Regions from separate parts of the Mus musculus genome. Here region 1 is linked to region 2. A link is a contact called in public Micro-C data. All regions are on one chromosome and are shown on one strand. The core of a region is the stretch at or near the end of the contact, and the rest is flanking DNA. Distances in the headings are between cores, read along the strand shown. Region 1 overlaps Fggy (FGGY carbohydrate kinase domain containing). Region 2 has its middle 130 kb from the start of Gm32240.

Region 1 (3,105 bases), core at 100-2,599, 510 kb after region 2:
ATGGCTTGTACTGGAGATGAGTCAGAGAACCAGCCCTTCCATGGCCTGTATCCATCAGCCCATCTGAGACTGGATTAGCAGGGAACAGCCTTTCATTTCAGCCTTTACTGGGCCCAGCAAAACATGTGATAAAGTTAGAGGTAAACCAGGAACCTGGGTGCCAAAGCCTTACAAGTTGATAGGTATGGTATTGGCCACCTTGAGGCTTGTGGCTGGTACACTGGCCATCACAAGGCAGAGAAATCTCCCAAAACCCAAATCCCAAGGACTGGGGACTTCGGGGAGGTATAAAGTACTGCTGCTTTGACATCAGCGGGTTTGCCTCCAGAGGTGTTTGCTGGCTCCTCACAGCCCTGGTTCTACTGTTAACCAAGGTATGACTTTGTCCTGTGCAGGCATGCCTGTGGTCCTGTCACAAGAGGTGGAGTCTGTCCTCGTGGGAGCTGCTATTCTGGGTGCCTGTGCCTCAGGGGACTTCACTTCTGTGCAGGTATGTTAGGATCCATGGGTGGCTGTGGTCCCTGCCCTGTCTGAGGCTGTCTGTCCTCTTGACAGCAGCTCACAGCTTGCAAAACACATACAGGATATAATTAGGGAATGATAGGTTGCAGCCAGAGAATCACAGGCACTCGCCGCCTCTGACGTAGTCACTGTGGCCTCCCTTTGGTTTCACCTCTGTTCATGTGAATTGTTCTGCTTCTCTCTCTTTATAGGAGCTCCTACATTATTTAGCTTCAGTTTCTGCTTGGCCATTTTCCTTTGATCAAGTGAAAGAGTTGATGCTCAAAATATTGGTTTTCCACATGGGCTTCAGTGTTTTATTTGTTTATTTCATCTGCATCACTTTCCAAATACCTTTGAAGCCTGGGCCAACAAGAAACACAAAAGAAAGTGTTGGTGAGGGGAAAAAAAAAAAGAATTAAAAATAAAAAGAAGGAACAAAGTTTAGGAAGCCGGAAACAATTTGGTGGTGGTGATTTGAGTACACGATTTTGCTCTGAGCTTCCTGGCAGCCAAGACAAAAAAAAAAAAAAAAAAAAAAAAAAAAGCATGATAAATTGCATAATTCTTATTTTCAAAAAGAGGAAGCATCCTAGTTTCTGGTAAGAGACAAGCTTTTCCTGATGTGAAATAACAAAAGATGTTGTACATGCTAGAGGTTGTTAAAGGCTCCCAGCATTAAAATGATAACAACAACAAAAATCCTTTTAAAAAATGAGTATAAGGTAGACTATGATGACAGTCAGGCTCTGCAGTTAGACCTTTTGGTCTCAAATGCTGGCCTCCCTACACGCAAACTCTGAGGACTCAACCATCTCCTCTGCACTTGTACTTCCCTAACTCTAACAGTGGCCAGTAGCTGGCTTGTAAATTCTCCTATGGCTCGGTTGAGCGTATATAGTCCCCACCACAGCTCTCGTATCCCCATTTTAGAAATGGGGAAGTTAGGCAATCTTCCTCTCCTCTTGTATCTTTTCTCTTTCTTTTCTTTTCTTTTCTTTTCTTTTCTTTTCTTTTCTTTTCTTTTTTCTTTTCTTTTCTTTTCTTTTTTTTTTTTTTTTTTTTTTTTTTTTTGTGAGATCTGATGCTTGGAGCTTTGGTAGTCCTCTTGGGCTGATGAGGTTTGTAGAGCAGATATTAGACACTGTAGAACACATCCTTGGTTGCTGAGCCAATCCTGGAAGCAGAGTACTAGCTCTTGGCCAAGCTCATGAAACAGCCAGTATAGAGCTGGAAGAAAGTCAGACCCCCAGCTACCAGCTGAGAACCAGGCACTTCAACCACTTGCCCGCATGCCCCAGTGTTAAGTGACAAACCAGGTGTTCTAACAGTACCCCAATAATTAGAATTCAATTTGCTGTGACTGCCTAGTGTGGCAGACCCTGTGCTAAGTTCTTTAGTATAGCTCTCCTAATGCATATAATACCCTTTCATGGCCTGTAAGAGAGACCCAGAAAACTTACAAACACAGACCATTAGAAACTTCCAGTGGCAGAAGCCCATTTCCAGTTTAAGAATGGAGCTGGGCATGTGGCTTGGTGCTTAAAGCACTTCACAGCTCTTCCAGAGGACCTGCATCCAATTTCCAGTACATTAGGTGGTTCATCTGTGGAGTTATCATCTGTAACTCCGGTACCAGGGAGTCTACTGCCCTCTCTGGCTTCTGGGAGTACCTGAACAGGGGTGGTGCCTATGCATAAACCTATGCATTCAATCTATACACAAAACAAAAACTAATCAATTACTCAATACGAAATAATATGTGCAACTAATTGTCATTGGATGGGCTGACTGTAGTGATGAATTGTCTCTAAAAGGTCCAGTCTGGAGGCAGTGGCATTAGTGTGATTGCATCTGGAGCTGCTTTGGAAATATAAATACATGCACTTGGCATTCTTCTTATTTCCTCCAAAAAGAAGCAAATGGAGCTCACCAAGCCTGAGACTAGCTTAGACTCCACAAGATGATCCTGTCTGTGATTCATACTTTTCAGCCTAAACTTCAACACAGACTTTTCTTAGAACTTCCAAGATTCTAGCTTGGTCCTCACAGGGCCTAAGAAAGATGAGTGCTTCCTGCCAGATACCCAGTTCCCTCAGCTGTCATGGTTGATGGATCTTACCTAGATAGGCTGACTCCGAAAACACTGCCAGGGTCATCTCCTTCAGATAAAGGAAGGGCTAAGATCATGGGTTGAAGAAGACATGGTTGGAAAATTAGAGAAAGAGCTTATATGTGCTTGAAGAGAACCTGTCCCGATTTCCTGTGGCCATGAGTGACATCAGGCTTGGGTAGAGCTTATACCTTCCTTTTCCAATACCAGTGGATCAAAGGGAGCCATAATAATGGTTTTACTAGAAGTTACTGCTAACTTCTACATACCAGAAATCTGAGAGGATTTAGTCAGCTAAAGGAAAAAGAGAATGGGTGAACTTTACAAGAGTAGTGTTAGAGAGAGGGGCTGAGTCCAGGTTCCATTGCTATCACGTGCGCTGGCACATAGGGGCAATTCTTTTCTCATGCCCCCTGCTCTTTCCTCCATGCAGAGTTTCAGCGTCAAGGGCTTTGCCCCTCTTCTCTGACCCTTTCCTACCCTTCCATATC
Region 2 (3,223 bases), core at 73-2,572:
TTTCCTGAAATGGACATCACAGCATTATTAGGATATTACAGAATGAAACCATTCTTAAAGCGAAATTGTACACTTTGCTTTGCTGACATCAAGCCACAAAATCTTGTAATTACTTCTGATGAAAACTGGCATTGGGTATAGTTAGCATAGTGATAGTTGGCATCCCCGAGACTTCCTCATTTGGGCATTTCAATATTGTTTGTCATTATGAAAGTCCTGAAGAAACTATGAAAGGTGGCTCTGCAAAAAGGCACAGAGTCTGCCCAAGCTTTCCCCTTCCTTCCTTCCTTCCTTCCTTCCTTCCTTCCTTCCTTCCTTCCTTCCTTCCTTCCTTCCTTCCTTTTTTTCTTTCCTTCCTGTAAGTGTGTGTGGGTATGTATGTATGTGTGTTTGTATTGGCATCTCTGAGTGTTTTCATAAAGCTAGTTATACTATAAATGCATCAAGTCTTGTTTCACTTGTATTAGATGTTTATACGAGGAATCTCAAAAAGAAGTACGCAGCAGGAGGGTTCATCGGTGCAGCTGAGGTTCTGTGTGGTGAGCACATCCCAGGGCCTTTACTCTGGATCCCTGAGCTTCAGTGAAGTAGATGCAGTGTTCATTTGGAAAGCAAGCTTTCATGTGGTAATTTTGTGTTTATCTCATTTAAGTTTTTCCCAAAGCACCAACCAGTGGTCAGTAGAGTTTATCATGTTTCCTTCTAAGAGAAAGTACTACAGTTTACTGTGGAGATCAAAATTAAGACAATATTGGCTCTCCAATTGGAGGTACATAATCAAATGTTTGAATAATTGTAAGTTAAAACATTATTGGCCCAGTAAATTTCTTGATTAATCTTTTCTAATTTCCCATTTGAATGTTTCTTATTAAAATTCTTTTATATAGATATTTTATTCTTAAAGATGTTATAGTCTGTATATTTAATAGTAAGGGGGAAATGCAATGAAAATTCGTCTTCTTTCACTATACATACAGAAACTTAATTTTTTTTCATTTTAAAGGAAGTCTTTCTTGGTACTCAATTTCTCATTTTCAATGTAAGTGATTCTAGTTGAAAAGCTGTATTACTTTTGGTTACTGTTAATACCATGCTGGAGGGATTAAGCCAATGCTAATACAGTTTGCAATTAAAAAAATATATATATATCCTCTGAAGTCATACAATCATTTCAAGTGCGCTCTAAAAGGGGAAGTTTGAAAGATTTAAGAGAATTGCGTTTTTATTAGGTTTTGCAATCTTTGCTCCATGAATTCCCCTTGTCATATTCTTCAAGAAAGGCTCTGATGAAATGATAAGGTTCATTTGCATCACTTGGTGCAGTTTCCAGAGAATCTGGATTTTATCTGCTTTGTGTTGAGGATGACATACCCGAGCTTTTCTGCAGTGGGACCCAGACTCACCCTTTGTCCTACTTAACTTTTGAGGCTTTCAATAAAATTTGGCCACCCAAAGAGGTGGGAACTTTGAAACCAATGGGTATCTTTGTCATTTCTTGTCTGGATTTCAGTTCTGCTAGAAGTAGGTATGGGGTTGCAACAGGCTGCTACTTCAGCTGAAATATCTGGACAAAATAAACTTTACCCTTGATCAAGAGAGTGCTCTCAGGAAGAGCACTTGGCTTTTATTCTAACTCAGGTGATGGCTATGTCTTTTCCCCACTGGCTGAAAATAATTGGCACACAGGAAATGGAAGAAAGGGCAAGGGGTAACTCTTCCTAGGAGGAAAGGGTTACTGCTCCTAGTAGCAAATTCCTAGACTAGAGCAGTGGGCCTCTGTGTAACCAAAACGTTTTACTGGGTGGGGAGGATTAAAACATTTGTATAAAAGTCTTACAAAGTAGGAGAGAGAAAATGATTTTAATTTCTTGTCCTAAACACAAGTTTTATAGTATTTGCTAGAAAGGACTCATATTTGATATTCTTACAGTTCCTATCTATTAGTTGGAGGTAGGAAACAAATTGTTGCAAGTCATTGCCAATCTGAGCTATCATCATGGGAAATCACCTTCGCTAGGACCCTGGATTGCACTAGAGAGTTGATGTGAGCATTGTGGACTTCCTTGAGAACTCTTCTGGGATTTTGGTCAGCATGGTATAATAACAAAGAGGATAAGATCTAGTTCATCAGCTGTGATGGCTAGTCTTCACTGTCAACTTGACTGGACACAAAGAGATTAACTGGGGAGGGCAGACTCACCCTGAATATGGACGGCTCTGTCCTATGGATTAGGGTCCTAGAGTGACTAAAAAGGAAAAAGGGAGAAAATGAGCCAACCAGCATCTGGTTCTTTCTTCTTCCCGAGTAAAGAGCTGTAAGGTAACCAGTTGCCTCCTGTTCCTTGCTATGATTTCTCCACCAGGACTGACTCTGTCCCTTTAAACCAGCATCTAAAACAAGCTGTTCTTCTTTATATTGCTTCTGACAGGTATTTTGCCAGAGCACTGGCAAAAGAAGCTATAACATATGTTAACCATGGAGTCTTGAACCACGAACCTTGCTTTATGTAGTAATCTCATTTCCTTTCCCTTATCACATAGGCCTTTCAACTTCTGCCTCAGGGCGCCAACTAAACTGGTTTATTGGGTGATGTGATTTCCTTCTGTCCGACAAAAAGTAAATTCATTTTGCTTGTTTTGTTTTGTTTTTTTCCAAATCTGGTGGTAGTCATATTTTTATTTGATAATACATGTCTTGGAGCATAGAGAACCTTACCTGACTTACACACACACACACACACACACACACACACACACACACACACACACACTTATACAATGCAAGTGTCACATGTGTGAAGCCCTGAGTGTGATCCTCAGCACTACAGACAAATGCAGTAGCAGTAGGACCAAGAGAGCAGCATTAGAATGCTCTTGAATGCTTCTGTTTTCTGGTCTGACTGCATCAAGACAAGAACAGTTTACTCTGATCACACACCCAGCATCCAATTCTTGATACAAGGAAGAAAATGACTAGGGTGGCTATGCTAAATGACATCCTGACCTTGTGCCTGCCAAGTTGAGAAAGAGAGAGATATAAGAGAGATATACATTTTACTGTTATTTAACAGATACTGACAGAATAGAACTGACACCAACCCCAGTCCCCTAGGGGTGAGGATTCTGAGAGAAAAGAAGCTCAGGAGTGAGGGTATAGAGACAGACTTTGACTCAGAGAGAACCCAGACCTACAGAGATGAGTTGCTGCTCCATATAAATGGTA

Evidence for each region. A called contact is a pair of places that touch in the nucleus more often than the background predicts.
Region 1: a contact with region 2 is called in a Micro-C map of macrophages, with 2.8 times the contacts expected there. The contact joins two enhancer-like sites. A contact is called at or near these places in 1 of 15 datasets of contacts at CTCF or cohesin (the NIH/3T3 cell line), 3 of 484 Hi-C or Micro-C datasets (the HPC-7 cell line, embryonic somatosensory cortex and macrophages), 5 of 115 datasets of contacts at active chromatin or transcription factors (DN3 thymocytes, embryonic stem cells, large pre-B cells and 2 more) and 2 of 9 other capture datasets (embryonic stem cells and liver).

What each region holds. Positions count from the first base shown.
Region 1 is chr4:95,849,187-95,852,291 of GRCm38.p6, forward strand. It overlaps Fggy (FGGY carbohydrate kinase domain containing), which reads left to right. Exons shown (of 16, transcript NM_001113412.1): 14 at 396-490. Among named protein-coding and RNA genes, the nearest start is that of Hook1, 120 kb to the right of the region's middle. Within about 2 kb of position 1,350, at least 89 of the 459 cell types and tissues checked have an H3K27ac peak or open chromatin away from gene starts, as enhancers often do. A contact at or near this core is called in macrophages, where this site is marked.
Region 2 is chr4:95,339,854-95,343,076 of GRCm38.p6, forward strand. No RefSeq gene overlaps it. Among named protein-coding and RNA genes, the nearest start is that of Gm32240, 130 kb to the left of the region's middle. Within about 2 kb of position 1,323, at least 10 of the 459 cell types and tissues checked have an H3K27ac peak or open chromatin away from gene starts, as enhancers often do. A contact at or near this core is called in macrophages, where this site is marked.